2 separate regions of the Mus musculus genome follow, and region 2 is linked to region 1. Evidence: chromatin contacts called from public Hi-C data. All regions are on one chromosome and are shown on one strand. The core of a region is the stretch at or near the end of the contact, and the rest is flanking DNA. Distances in the headings are between cores, read along the strand shown. Region 1 overlaps Ywhaz (tyrosine 3-monooxygenase/tryptophan 5-monooxygenase activation protein, zeta polypeptide). Region 2 has its middle 19 kb from the start of Pabpc1.

Evidence for each region. Hi-C and Micro-C count contacts between places; a contact is called where the count stands out from the background.
Region 2: a contact with region 1 is called in a Hi-C map of embryonic stem cells, with 3 times the contacts expected there. The contact joins two enhancer-like sites. A contact is called at or near these places in 1 of 15 datasets of contacts at CTCF or cohesin (large pre-B cells), 34 of 484 Hi-C or Micro-C datasets (the 63-12 cell line, B cells, the Ba/F3 cell line and 22 more), 3 of 115 datasets of contacts at active chromatin or transcription factors (bone marrow-derived macrophages, extraembryonic endoderm stem cells and large pre-B cells) and 3 of 9 other capture datasets (adipose tissue, embryonic stem cells and liver).

Annotation. Positions count from the first base shown.
Region 1 is chr15:36,776,195-36,782,802 of GRCm38.p6, reverse strand. It overlaps Ywhaz (tyrosine 3-monooxygenase/tryptophan 5-monooxygenase activation protein, zeta polypeptide), which reads left to right. Exons shown (of 7, transcript NM_011740.3): 4 at 6,434-6,557. Among named protein-coding and RNA genes, the nearest start is that of Ywhaz, 15 kb to the left of the region's middle. Within about 2 kb of position 3,097, at least 90 of the 459 cell types and tissues checked have an H3K27ac peak or open chromatin away from gene starts, as enhancers often do. A contact at or near this core is called in embryonic stem cells, where this site is marked.
Region 2 is chr15:36,587,050-36,593,136 of GRCm38.p6, reverse strand. No RefSeq gene overlaps it. Among named protein-coding and RNA genes, the nearest start is that of Pabpc1, 19 kb to the left of the region's middle. Within about 2 kb of position 3,811, at least 2 of the 459 cell types and tissues checked have an H3K27ac peak or open chromatin away from gene starts, as enhancers often do. A contact at or near this core is called in embryonic stem cells, where this site is marked.

The sequences.
Region 1 (6,608 bases), core at 1,848-4,347:
TGTGGATTTTTATGGTAAGGAGTGAAAGTTAGGATAGTTGCGCAGACTTAACGGCCCTATAGTTAATATTTATTGAGTGACTGCCCATTATTTTGTAAACCCTGTGTCATAGAAAAGAAGATATAAAAATCTTCTGCTTCTAAGTCTCAACTAGAGAGGAAAATGACTTGTACACAAATAGAAGTAAGGCAGGGGAAGCTGCTTCAACATTTTTTTAAAGATTTGATGGGGGAAGAGCTGGGAATTTACAGACTAATGTGTGCAGGTTATAAACACTGTTAAAGTGTTGGGTTGAGGATGCGGCTCATTTGATGAAAGAAATGCACTTGGGTACCACCCTCAGCCCCAGCATAAAGGGCATAGTAGCTGTAATCCTGGCATGGACCTCTGTGGGTGATGGCTGAAGGGCCAGAAGTTGGACAGCCTGTGTCTTGGAGCTAGTTTCAAGGCTAGAGCCTGGGACAAAGAGACTGTCAAGCATCAATCAAACAAACAAAGGTCATATGTTAGGTGCCGTGTTCCTGTAATCCCAGCACCCCAAGCAGGAAATAACAAATTTGAGGTCAGTTTGAGCTATATGTGGTAAAACCTTGGCTCTGAAAATGAAACTGTAAAAAGAAACTGAAGACAAACATTTAAAATGGTGCTGGAGAGATGACTCAGTTGATAAAACACGTGCTATGTAAGCAGGAAGACCCAAATTCAGATCCCCAGCTCCTACTGGACTGTAGACCTCTCCTGGGGTGGAAGAGTCAGACAGATTCCTGAAGGTCACTGGCCAAGCCACCCAACTCAGCTGGGGTCCAGGTCTGTTGACAGACCCTGTTACAGAAAGAAGGAAAGAAAGGAAGAAAGAGGTGGAAGACACCTCAAGTTGACCCCTGTTCTGTCCGCGCACACAGCTTTATGATGAAGTAAGTGCTTGGTAATGGGACCTTGTTTTATGAGGCCCATGGTTATGCTGTTTGCAAAAGGGACCTTGCAGAGGAGGGTGTCAGAATACTTTATCAAGAACTGCTTGGTGAGTTGGTGTCTGGTTTTACCTATATTGATTAGTAGTAAAGGTTTGCCTTATAGTTAGTTGGTTAGTTATTTTGAGGCAGGCTCTCATTCTGTAGCCCAGGCTGTTCTTAAATAGAAATCCTGCTTTAGTGCAAAGCCACCACAGGGTTGTTTAGCAGTAGTTCCTCCCAGTTCTGTTTTTTCCCAGTGTTTACCCTGGGCCCAGTGACCCTGAATAGATGATCATGGTAACTTCCATTCAGAGGTCGTCTCTGTGTCTCCCTCCACCACCAACTGGTCAGAAACACCTAAATGCATTCCATCAAGCATTCAATTTTGTAAAGATGCTTTGCTTATTAAATTTTTGGCATAAACTCCTTTTTGTGGTATTTTAGGGTGCTGCCCAAGGAACTACTCTATCAGCGCCCTTGTTGGTTGACATGTAGTGACGGTCTGCTATGTGCTTATTGTTGGGAATGCATTGGAGTTAGTCACCCTCTGTCACCTTCTTCATTTCCTCATGTCAGATCTTTAAAGGTAGCAGCTGTCCATGAGACCTCACACACAACATTCAGTGTTGCCATAGGAAGCATTGTTAACATGTTTTATGAACACTTTACTAAATGGTTAGTTTGGAGCAACTGAGGTTACAGTTTGTAAGCACTCACCCCTTCAGCCACAAGGGGGAGTAAAAGACTTAAAACTCAGAAACAGTGGATAGGTTAAATTCATAGCTTAGCTTTCTAGTTAAGATTTTAAGAGAACTAGAAATGATGGTAAATCCTGTAGGGTAAAGTGCTGGGGAAAGTTTGCGTGGGAAGACTTGCACAAGAAATGTTAACCATGTTTTTGTAAAGTAGATTGCCTCTTTGGGGGTATTTAGTACTAAATGATGTGATGGCACAGAGGCAGAGGCTCGGTCAGGTTTGGAGGCTCACTCTCACTCTGAGTCACATTAAAGTTCAGCTGCGTTTTCAAATTTTAGTTTATTAGTTTTAGGGATCATTTTAGTGTGTTTTTTATTTGTGTGTGTATGTATTGATTAAAGTCTTTGAAGTCCTGCTCCTCCTGCCTCTACCTCGCAAGTGTTGGCACTTCCATATCCAGCTTTTTGTGTTTTGAAATAGGGTATAATTCATACCAAAGCTTGGGCTGGCCTCAGACTTGAGCAGTCTTCCTCCCAAGTGCTAGGGTTATAGGCACAAGCACCAACCCCAGCTTAGGACTTGTTCTTGCTAATGTGTTTCCTTCATGACCATTGATGGCAGTTCTTGCAGTAAGTGTAGGAAGTGAGAACTGTCCTCCCAAATCTTACGTTTACAGGTGCATCATTGCTTCTGTGCTGTCTCTGAAATTTTGAAATACAGAAATAAACTGATGTAGGAAGAAAGTGAAGCAAGCTCTTACAGTCTTTAGAAGCTCTTGATACTTTAAGGGTTTCTCTTTAAACAAATATTTTAACTCTGTGCGCGTGCGTGCACGCAGTCGTGCACCTAAACCACAGGACACTTTGCAGGAGTCAGTTTTCCTTCAGTGGAGGTCTGAAACATTGAGATCATGCCACCAGTCTTGGCATGAGGCCTTTAGCCAGCGAGACATCTTACCTGCTTGCGCGCTCTCTCTTTCTTTCTTTCTCTCTCTCTTCCTTCCTTCCTTCCTTCCTTTCCCCAAATGTGTGTCTGTTCATCACATGCATGCCTGGTACCCTTAGAGGCCAAAGGATCCCCTGGGGACTGGCGGTCCTGATGGTTGGGAGCCTTGGTTATCTGGAAGCGCAGCCAGCGTTCTTAACCAATGAGCCATCTCTCCAACCTCAATTTTTATGATTTAACCAGGAGTCTAACAAAATTGTTCCCTTAAAGGTTTTACCTAAATATAATGTTGACCCATTGTATTTATTAGATGGTTCCGGAATTCTATTCCCCTGCACAGCTGACTTACTGTCTGTTAGCTGGGCAACTTTTCCGGCAGCTTTTTATGGTCTTGGTGTTCCTTTCCTGGCACACGGTTTGCTTGCATTTGTAATTCTTTGTCACATGACTTCAGGCTCTCTTTGGGGCAGAGGTTCAGGTGTGGTGTCACATTACAGTGAGCAAGCCATGCTTGGGAAGTGTGCTTTGTCCTGCTACAGCACCAGCACTGCAGTCTGTTGGTACAGTAAAGGGCTTTGACGGGAAAAACCTGACTGATGGCCATTGTCTCAAAATCGGCCCACAGGAGGCCTGAGAATACCCAGGTCTCATCAAACAAAACCTTTAAAAGTATCCACTTTTTTTTTTTTAAAGGGTAAACTATAAATTACTTTGTTAAAAGTTGTGTGATCTATATGGGCTGGAGAGATGACTCAGCCAGTAAGAGCACTGACTGCTTCCAAGGTCCTGAGTTCAAAACCCAGCAACCACATGGTGACTCATAACCACCTGTAATGAGATCTGATGCCCTTTTCTGGGGTATCTGAAGACAGCTACAGTGTACTTACATATGATAAATAAATATTTTTTTTAAAATTGTATGATCTAAAATGTCTTTGCTCTAAAAGGGGGGGCAGGGGAGGAAATGTGCTCTCAAATTTCTAGGAAATCTGAGGATTCATGATTGATTGGGGATACTTTTCCTGGGATAAAATGGAAAGCAAACCTTGAAATTAACGTAGTGAAACAAGATACTTGTGCTACCTCGATGACCAGTTTCTCACTGGTCTTTGTTGACCTTTGGTCTAGAGAGTGATTTCCTCTGTCTCATGCAAGTGTAGACAGCCTGCTATGTGGCTGCAGCTTGGGAATGCTTGTGCTTGCTCTGACACCTCTGTGTCCTCCAAAGTGAGCACTTGGGGTGTCAGAGACACAGAATATTTTTTTTTCTCTTAGGAAAATATTCATTATCTGATAGAATCAGCCTCAGTTTATATTGTATCTTAATTGTTTAAAAATTAAATAGTGAGCTTTGTTTATTTTTGTATTTGAGAGATGGGTCTTTAAGGTACTAAGATAATAAAAATTTTTCTACTGAAGCTTGTTGTAAAATTCTTGTTTTTAAAGTAGGCTGTTGAAGAATTCATTCATTGTAATTCAGTCAGAATTTAATATTTGAGTGTCTTAGAAGCAGGCAACATGATGGGTTTTGGGTAGTGGTGTTTAGCTTATAAAATTTAAACCCATGAGACCCTACTACTCTACCTTATAGTAGGGTGGAGGCATGATCACTTGAGCCTATGAGTTCAGTTTACACCTGGGCAGTGTTGAGGTTGTAGCTTAAAGAACAAAACTGACTGCGTGAAAGTTAAAAGGTGTAAAATTGTTTTAATAATTGTACCTACTCTAAGAAAACAAAGGACAAACTAAGCCTTCCATTTTCTCTATCTTCCAGTAACACTAGTCCCTGACTGCCTTACAAAGGATATGTCCTTGTTCTCCTTAAACTAAAACCTTTGGAAGTAGACACAATAGAGGTGAAACTCAAGTGCCTATAAAAATTAGGTTTAGGAAGAATGTGTTAGCATTAAAAAGTATTTTAGCCCACATTTTTATTTCCTGTTCTTTGGAAGTGGGTGGACAGTATAAACAGTTGCTGTATTTTAAGGTGAGCAGCATGTAGCACATGTGACTAGAAAGTTACAGGCATTAGCAGTGATATGCAGGCACTTGAGAGTCATTCTTCACTCATCCTCCTGTGCAGTCATGACTATTTCCATGACAGTACAAGCAATCAGCATTATTGTCTATTATCTTACTGTTTTCTGTGTGGGGTGTTTTGTCTGTATGCATGTGTTTGCACCGTGTGCAGCCTGGTGTCCTTGAAGAGTGGCCAGATTCCCCTGAAACACAAATAGTTAAGGAGCTGCTATCTGGGTTCTATGCACTCACAGTTTAAAAATAAAACATTATATAGTCTTTGGAAGTAGGAGGTTAATTGATAGCCTTTGTACTGATAGCTTTTTCTGTGAGGAAGATGGAGAAATGCAGCTGTCACTCTGGCCACATGAATAGATTCCCAGGCCCCAATACATGCTAGTACCTATTGTAAGTTGAAAGTTACTTTTTCAAATGATTTTGGTTGCTGTTGGTTTGAATAAAAAACTCATGGTTCTGAGGGCCTGTGATTATCCCCAGAATATGTGTGTGTGGCTTTTGTGCATCAAACTAGATGCTTTGTTCATAGGGTCCTCGTTTTATTTCAGAGAGCTTTAGACATTGCTGTGCTTATTCTAAAATGGGTGTTTTGATAGACACACTGAAAGTTAAGTGAGTCACTTAAGTGGGGAGGCTGAGGGATTGCTGTTGATCTGTTACTGCAATTCCCAATAAGGGGTTTGGCTTGGTTTGGTTGGTTTTGGTTTTTCAGAAGGGTCTCAACTGGAACTCTGAAGCATGCTCTAGCTAGACTCAACTGGAACTCAGGAACCGGCTCCTCTGCCTCTTAAGTGCTGGGATTAAAGATGTGTGCCACCACTGCCCTGCTCCTGATATGTTTTTTAGGAATACAGAAATTACTAATAAAGTAGGTTGCTAATTCCCGTGAACATTTATCAACACTTCCCAAAGGAGTATCTGTCCAGCTTTAGGGTTTTCCATTACACCCTCCACACATGCAAGTCGATTCTGTGGCTTTGCTAGGCCAGCACAGGGTCACTGAGATACTTTCCTAACCTTTGGGTGACCTGTGTTGCCTTTAAGTGTTGAGATTACAAAGGTGCGCATGCCAGCTGCCACGTTTGTACATTATGAGGGATAGAGTCACTCACTCTTAACCGTATCTTTATGGCCTATCTACATGCATAGATTAAGCAGTAGGATTAAAATTTGTTCAGTTCTGTCCTCCATCATTGGATTATAGATATTCAAGAATCTCGAGTCTTTTCGGAGAATAGAAACCAGAATCTAGGCACACTTCTTGTAAGAATTGGCATATCTGGGCTTCAGCCCAGATGAGCACGGACATCACTTTGATTTCAAAGCAGTGGTGTTCAAGGAAGTAGGTATGGTGAGAGACTGACTTTTATTTATTCACTCTGTTCTACCTTTTTCTCTCCAATGCAGTTACATTATTTGTTTGAAGTTGGTTTTATTTAGTATGTAACAGTTCCAGTAAGCTCTACACTAATAGTTTTAAGCAAAGCTACAGAATGAAAATTTCCATTTGTGAGGATCTGTAAATAAGAAAAATAAATTGCTATGATGAGATGAAAGGGTTTTTTCCATCTGGCCTTTTCCCTGCCTTGATTTACTTGTTGATTTAATTTTTGAGTTAGTGTCCATTTGCAGTCTAGGCTGGTCTCATCCACAGCAATCCTCCTGCACCAGCACTCTGAACTGCTGGGTTATTAGAAAAATTAAGGTTTTGTTTTGACTTTTACAATTCAGTCTCTGGTGTTTGCTTAACTTTGGTTTGTAAGTGTTGTCTCCTTACTATTTCTGTTTCTTTTCTTCTGAAGTCTCTTTTGGAAAAGTTCTTGATCCCCAATGCTTCGCAACCAGAAAGCAAAGTCTTCTATTTGAAAATGAAGGGTGACTACTACCGTTACTTGGCCGAGGTTGCTGCTGGTGATGACAAGAAAGGTAAGCTGGTTTTGCTTGGCTGAGCTTACATGAAGCAGTTCTGGTGTGGAT
Region 2 (6,087 bases), core at 2,562-5,061, 190 kb after region 1:
CGAGCAGTAACTGCTCTTAGCCACCAAGCCCCTTCTCCAGCTCCCAAGACAAGTCATTTTAACAAGCAGTAGGAAGAATGACATGCCCTTCAGAGAAATGGGCGTAATGTAAGTTTGGACAGGAGACTTGCAACATAGTGTTGCAGTGCTGTTGGCTAGGAGTTCTATGTTGATAACATTAAAGATGTCTTAAACTTAACCAGTTTCCCCTTGGAACAGTTTTTGCTTATTGAGAATTGAGGGTGACTTGGAAACACCAAGGGTGTTGACAGTATATCCAGAAGCTATCATTTTTGTCTAATTTACTTTTTTGATTATGACTTTAAACTTGCATAGCTTCACGATAGATTTTGAGCTGGATAGCAGTGAAGACAACTGATATGCTGAAGTGGAACTGTGTAAGGGCCAACTGGAAACTAGACTTTCCATTTCTGCATGTGCTCACACAGGTAAAAGTGAGGTTAATGTGCTTTGTTCCCAGGATGCAACGTGCCATTACTCCTTTTGCTCCAGCTTAGGTCAACCTCCTGTGAGATACTATGTACTTTGAATTTCTTACTCTTGAGATAAAGTGAGGGTCCAGGCTATGCACTTATGGCGAGCCTCAATTTAGAACAGGTTAATGAACGTGTTCCAACTCTGATGGAAGCCAAGTCCAGCAGTGCACTGTCTGGTTCTTCTAGGCTAGTGGAGGAGACCATGGAATAAGCCTGCACAGTCAAACCAGGCCTTTATGTTTACTCTGATGCAACTAGAACCTATCTGCACTGCCACCTTCTCACTCCTGCCCCTTGGATACCTTTCAGATGTGGCTGTGACTATGCCTGGTTTCAAGTGCTGTGTTGTTGATGTGGCTTACCTGCTGTAGGTTGTGTGTGCACGTTTGGGCAAGTTTGTACCCTCTAAAAGGGTAGGAAAACATACAAGCTGACAATAGTCCAGGAAAACTTAGGTAGCGTGGAGTATTAACCTCAAATTAGCATTCCTTCTGTAGTCAAGGGATTTGTATATTACATAAACATGTCCATTGATAGAACACATTAATAGATGTTTATGATTGCTGATGGAATTCATTTGTGTGTGTATGGTAGTTCTTAAACTTTAAATGAACTTACAAGTTCCTGTGCTTGGTTTCTGTGGGCTAGTATATCTGTTTATCTACATCATATATAGCAGTACTGTTGGCTACCTTGAGACAACATGTGAATATATGAAAGTTTATCCATTGTCTTGTGTGTATAAACTTGTGGTTTTAGTTCTTGGCTATAAAGATAAGCTTGTGTGTAGGCAGGAATCCGTACAACAGTGTTGGGTGTTAGGCTACAGTGAACATTGCTGCGATTTGATGTATTGCACTGGAACAAGGCCCAGTTCTCCTGGGACAGTGGAACACATCACTGAAGGACAATTAGTGTTTTCATATGATTTCCAAAGAGAAAAGTTATTTCAGAGTGTCTGAAAAATCAGGCTAAAATGTAGATTCTTAATGGATTATAAAGTTAAATGTCGTAAAGTGTGTCCTATTTGTGAACTTAAACCTACACTTAAATTTCTCCTTTGAAAATTAGCTTTCTATTTTAACTGTGAATGCTTTACCTATGTGCACATCTGCACCACTTCATTCTTGGTACCTCTCTGGAGGCCAGAAGCATCAAGAGTCCTTGGAACTGGAGTTGCAAGCTACCCTGTGGGTGCCAGGAATCAAACCTAGCTGCTCTGTAAAAACAGATGGCTCTTAACCTCTGAACCATCTCTCCAGCCCTAAATTTTAGTTTAGGTTTGTTTTTGTTTTTTTTTAATTTTTTGGAAAGTTTCATATTGATAACTTTGCTTTTCACCTCCTGTCAATGGTTAGGAAGGAGATTTGCCATTGCAAGAAGAGGCCTATGATGACAGCAGAGACAAGCCAGAGCTTTGCAATGAGATCTGGCCTGAATGCTGGGGTTCTAGATGAGGGAGGCTTTAGCCTCTGGAAGGCAGACACAGGCGGATGCAGGCAGACCCACCCCAGCAAGCACCCAGGCGGAGGCGAGCGTCTGCATTTGCAGCAGGTGCTGCTCACTGTAGGCACAGCTCGGTGTAGGAGAGTGCTGGGGATCCTCACAGACTAGGCTGAACCCTTTGCTGCTTGTGCATCCCCACCCATCTTTCTTTATGGAACGAAGATTAAACCAGGGACCACCATGCTGTCTGTCTGCCTGTCTGCTTGTCTGTGTATTGATGCGGTCTGGCTGAGTTGGGCAGTAACTTCGGTCTCCTGGACCCCTGGGATTCCAGATACCACTAACTCAGTCTGATGGATGCTGCTTCCCTTTACCCACTCGTATCTGTTTCCTTGGGAGAAGGAGTTCTTCCTGAGTTATCTTACACAGGCTGCACCATTTGGGGAGATACGCAGCTAATCAGTCAGTCCTTCCATGACCTCACACCTTCTCTTTGCCAGTCTAGGGCAACTCTGGAATTAAGTTGTCTTTCTTACTGCTCCTCAGATTTTTGTTTGTTGTTTGTTTATTGTTGCTTTCTTTTCTGTAATTGAGATTATTTTATAAATGTTCTTCAACTTGAGTTCATTGTCATGTCCTTAACATTAGCTCCAGGCAAAGGGCTCTCAGTCTGCACATGGCTGCACCCTCACCCCTCGCTCGCCTCAGCAGTCATTCACTAAACTCTTTCTCCTGACCAGCAGTTTGTAGAGATTCTCAAACTCCCTGTCCTTCCAAGCTTCTTCCTCCTAACAGCACCAGCACTTGCTTCTTGGTTGAGTCGCCTATCTGCGCATGGTGACTTTCTGTTTCATAGCTCTTGATATGGTAAGGAAGGTTATCTCCACAGCTGCTGATAGATTACCAGGGAAACCCCACTATTAATACTTTTAAACTCAGTTTACAATCTATCATGTTGGATAGATCTCGGATGTTCTCACTTTCTCAGACATTGTCTGTAAGGCGCTCTTGTATCCTGTGAGCCCCACTCATGAGTTTTAACTTCAAGGTTTATAATTTATACCTAAGTTCATCCTAGCCCTAGAACCTGACACTATATCTATCTTATACATATTTTAGACATTGTGCATGTGGGATGTGTGTTTCTGTCTGTGTGGGTGGTGTCAGGATGAGTGTACACATCTATCTATCAGGACAACTTTCATGGATTGAACGAGGGCTTTGGTGGCAAGCACCCTTCCCTTTAAACCACTGGACCTGCCTTCCACCCTTCCTTAATTGTGAAGACTTCTCTTTTGAGACAGGGTCTCACAGTGTAGCCTACCTAGGCTGACCTTGAACTCACTGTGTAGTCTAGGCCAGCCTCAGAACTTGTTGCCCCAGCTTTCCGAGTGTTTGGATTATAGCAGGGGTCTCTCTCAACCTTTGCATAGTGGCTCTTTGGGTGGGACCACCCTTTCACAGGGGTCACAGAGAGTTATATACATCATGATTGGTAGCAGTAGCAAAATTACAGTTATCACATAGCAAAGTAATTGAATGGGTAGGGTCATGACAATATAAAGAACTGTATTAAAAGGTCGGAGCCGTGGGAAGGCTGAGAGGCACTGGACTAATAGGCATCTTAGACACACTACCACATCTAAGACTTCTGTACTGGGTATGGGTCACTTATTTACAATGCATGTTAGAGATAGCTTTCAATTTGTATTCTGTCTTAGCTTGGTATATGGTGGCTTTCGGCAGAAAGGGACTTGATTTTGCTTTGGTTTGACTGGTCTCAGTCTTCACAACCTCCTTCCTCCCCTTCCAAGTACCTGACCTTAAAGACAGGTTTCCTTAACTGGGAGCTCACTACCTGACCAGGCCGCCCGGCCCGGCCCAGGCTCCCCAGCCGCAGTGTGCACAGTGCTCCCTGCAGCACCTGGCTCTGGAGCAGGCCCCATGCTTTTTGCTCCTCCCAGCTACTGTGTGGTTGCCGGGAACTGAACTCAGAACCTTCGGAAGAGCAGTCAGTGAGTGCTCTTAGCCACTGAGCCGTTTCTGCAGCCTGTACTCTTGATTCTTCAGGCGGTCCGTTCCACTTGCAGCAACATGATACCTAACAGGAAAGATATTTTCAGAACTCTTACATATTCAAGAGTGCTTCCTAGTTTAATTCATTTGGTAATTGAACATTTCTTGTTAAAGTTCATTAATGCTTAAAGTATTAATACTTAGAAATACTTTGTGGTTGAACTTATAAATGCTTGTTTCTCCCATTATATTCCAACTGGTTACTATTTTTAATGCAAGCTTTCATTTTTTTTATTACATTTATTTTGTGTATGTGCTAGAGCACACAAAGTTATCCAAGGACAACATGGTGGAGTTGGTTCTCTTCTACTGTGCGAGGATCAAACTCAGGCTGTCAGGCTTAGCAGCCAGCACAGTGACTGACTGAACCATCTGCCAGCCCATTGATTTGTTTGTATGTTAACTACATCCAGTTACATGGGTTTTTAAATTATTTCTTTCCCTAGAGCAGTTACTTTCAACCTGTGGGTTGTAACCCTTCTAGGGGTCAAATGGCCCTTTCACATCAGATAGCCTGCATATCAAATATTTACATTACAGTTCACAACAGTAGCAAAATGACAGTCATGAAGCAGCAGCAGCAACAACAACGACAACTATGGTTGGGGGTCACCATGATCTGAGCAACTGTATTAAGGGTTTACAGGACTGGGAAGGTTGGTATCTTAGGGTTTCCAATGTTGTGAAGAGACGACATGACCAAGGCAATTCTTACAAACATTTAATTGGGGCTGGCTTACAGGTTCAGAGGTTCAGTCCATTATGATGGTGGGAAGTGTGGCAGCGTCCAGGCAGACATGGTGCTGGAGGGGCTGAGAGTCCCTTCCACCTCCTGTGCCAAAGGCAATCAGAAGACTACTGTTCTCCAGGTAGCTAGGAGGAGGGTCTCCAGGTCCACCCTCACAGTGACACACGTGTTACAAGACCACACTTTCTAATAGTGCCACTCTGGACCAAGCATATTCAAACCACCACAGTTGGGAACCACTGTTGTGGAGTTTGGCAGTCCTATCTTACCTTACGGCATTCATCCTGAGGTAGATTCCGGTTTTCTGACTCACTTCTGTGCAACTCCTCTGATCATGCTGAGACGACTTCTGATGTCTCAGCGTTGAGTGAGATGCTGTCTGCTGAGTGGAGACGGATAGTTCCATACAGACACACTAACTTCATATAGGTTACTGTTCAAATATGATATGTGCATATATTATCATGCTAAAGAAATTAAGTATTGTGTGGATATGTGTGCATATAGAAGTCTACTACGAATTGTATTCTTTAATTCATTTGAATATTTATGAGCCAATTAAAAAAATAGATGCTTTCCAGGCAAGTGAGGTCATCCGCCCACGTGCACTGATACGGTCACCAAGGGATTCTCATCTCACTTGTTATCACTAACTACGGAATGTGACATGGAATGTGGCGAGTTTTGATGTGGCACATCCTCACTAATCCTCACTACCATTTCTTTTTATTTGAAGAAGTGTGTGATTCTTTTTGTTCTATCTGCACGTTCAGCTGCAGGTTAGAAGAGGGCATCAGATGCCAGTAGAGATGGTTGTGAGCTACCAGGTGGTTGCTGGGATTTGAACTCAGGTCTCTGAAAGAACAGACAGTGCTCTTACTGCTGAGCCATCTCTCCAGCCCTCATGTTTTTATTCTTTTTGCTCTTTTTAAAAAATGATTTATTTATTTTTATTTTATGTGCATTGGTGTTTCGCCTGCATGTATGTTCATGTGAGGGTGTCGGGTCCCCTGGAACCAGAGTTACAGACTGCCGTGTGGGTACTGGGAATTGAATCCAGGTCCTCTGGAAGAGCAGCCAGTGCTCTTTATCCACCAAGCTGTCTTTAGAGTCCCTGTGCTGCTTTTCCTGTTGAAACTTTTTTTCCTCTTGTCTGCCAGTTTTTATGTTTTTGACTGTTCTACTCCAAGACTTGAAGTCTTCTGTATCTCCCAATCTTTTATTATTTATTTATTTATTTTTTGAGACAGGGTTTCTCTGTGTAGCCCCGGCTGTCCTGGAACTCACTGTGTAGTCCATGCTGGCCTCAAACTCAGAAAT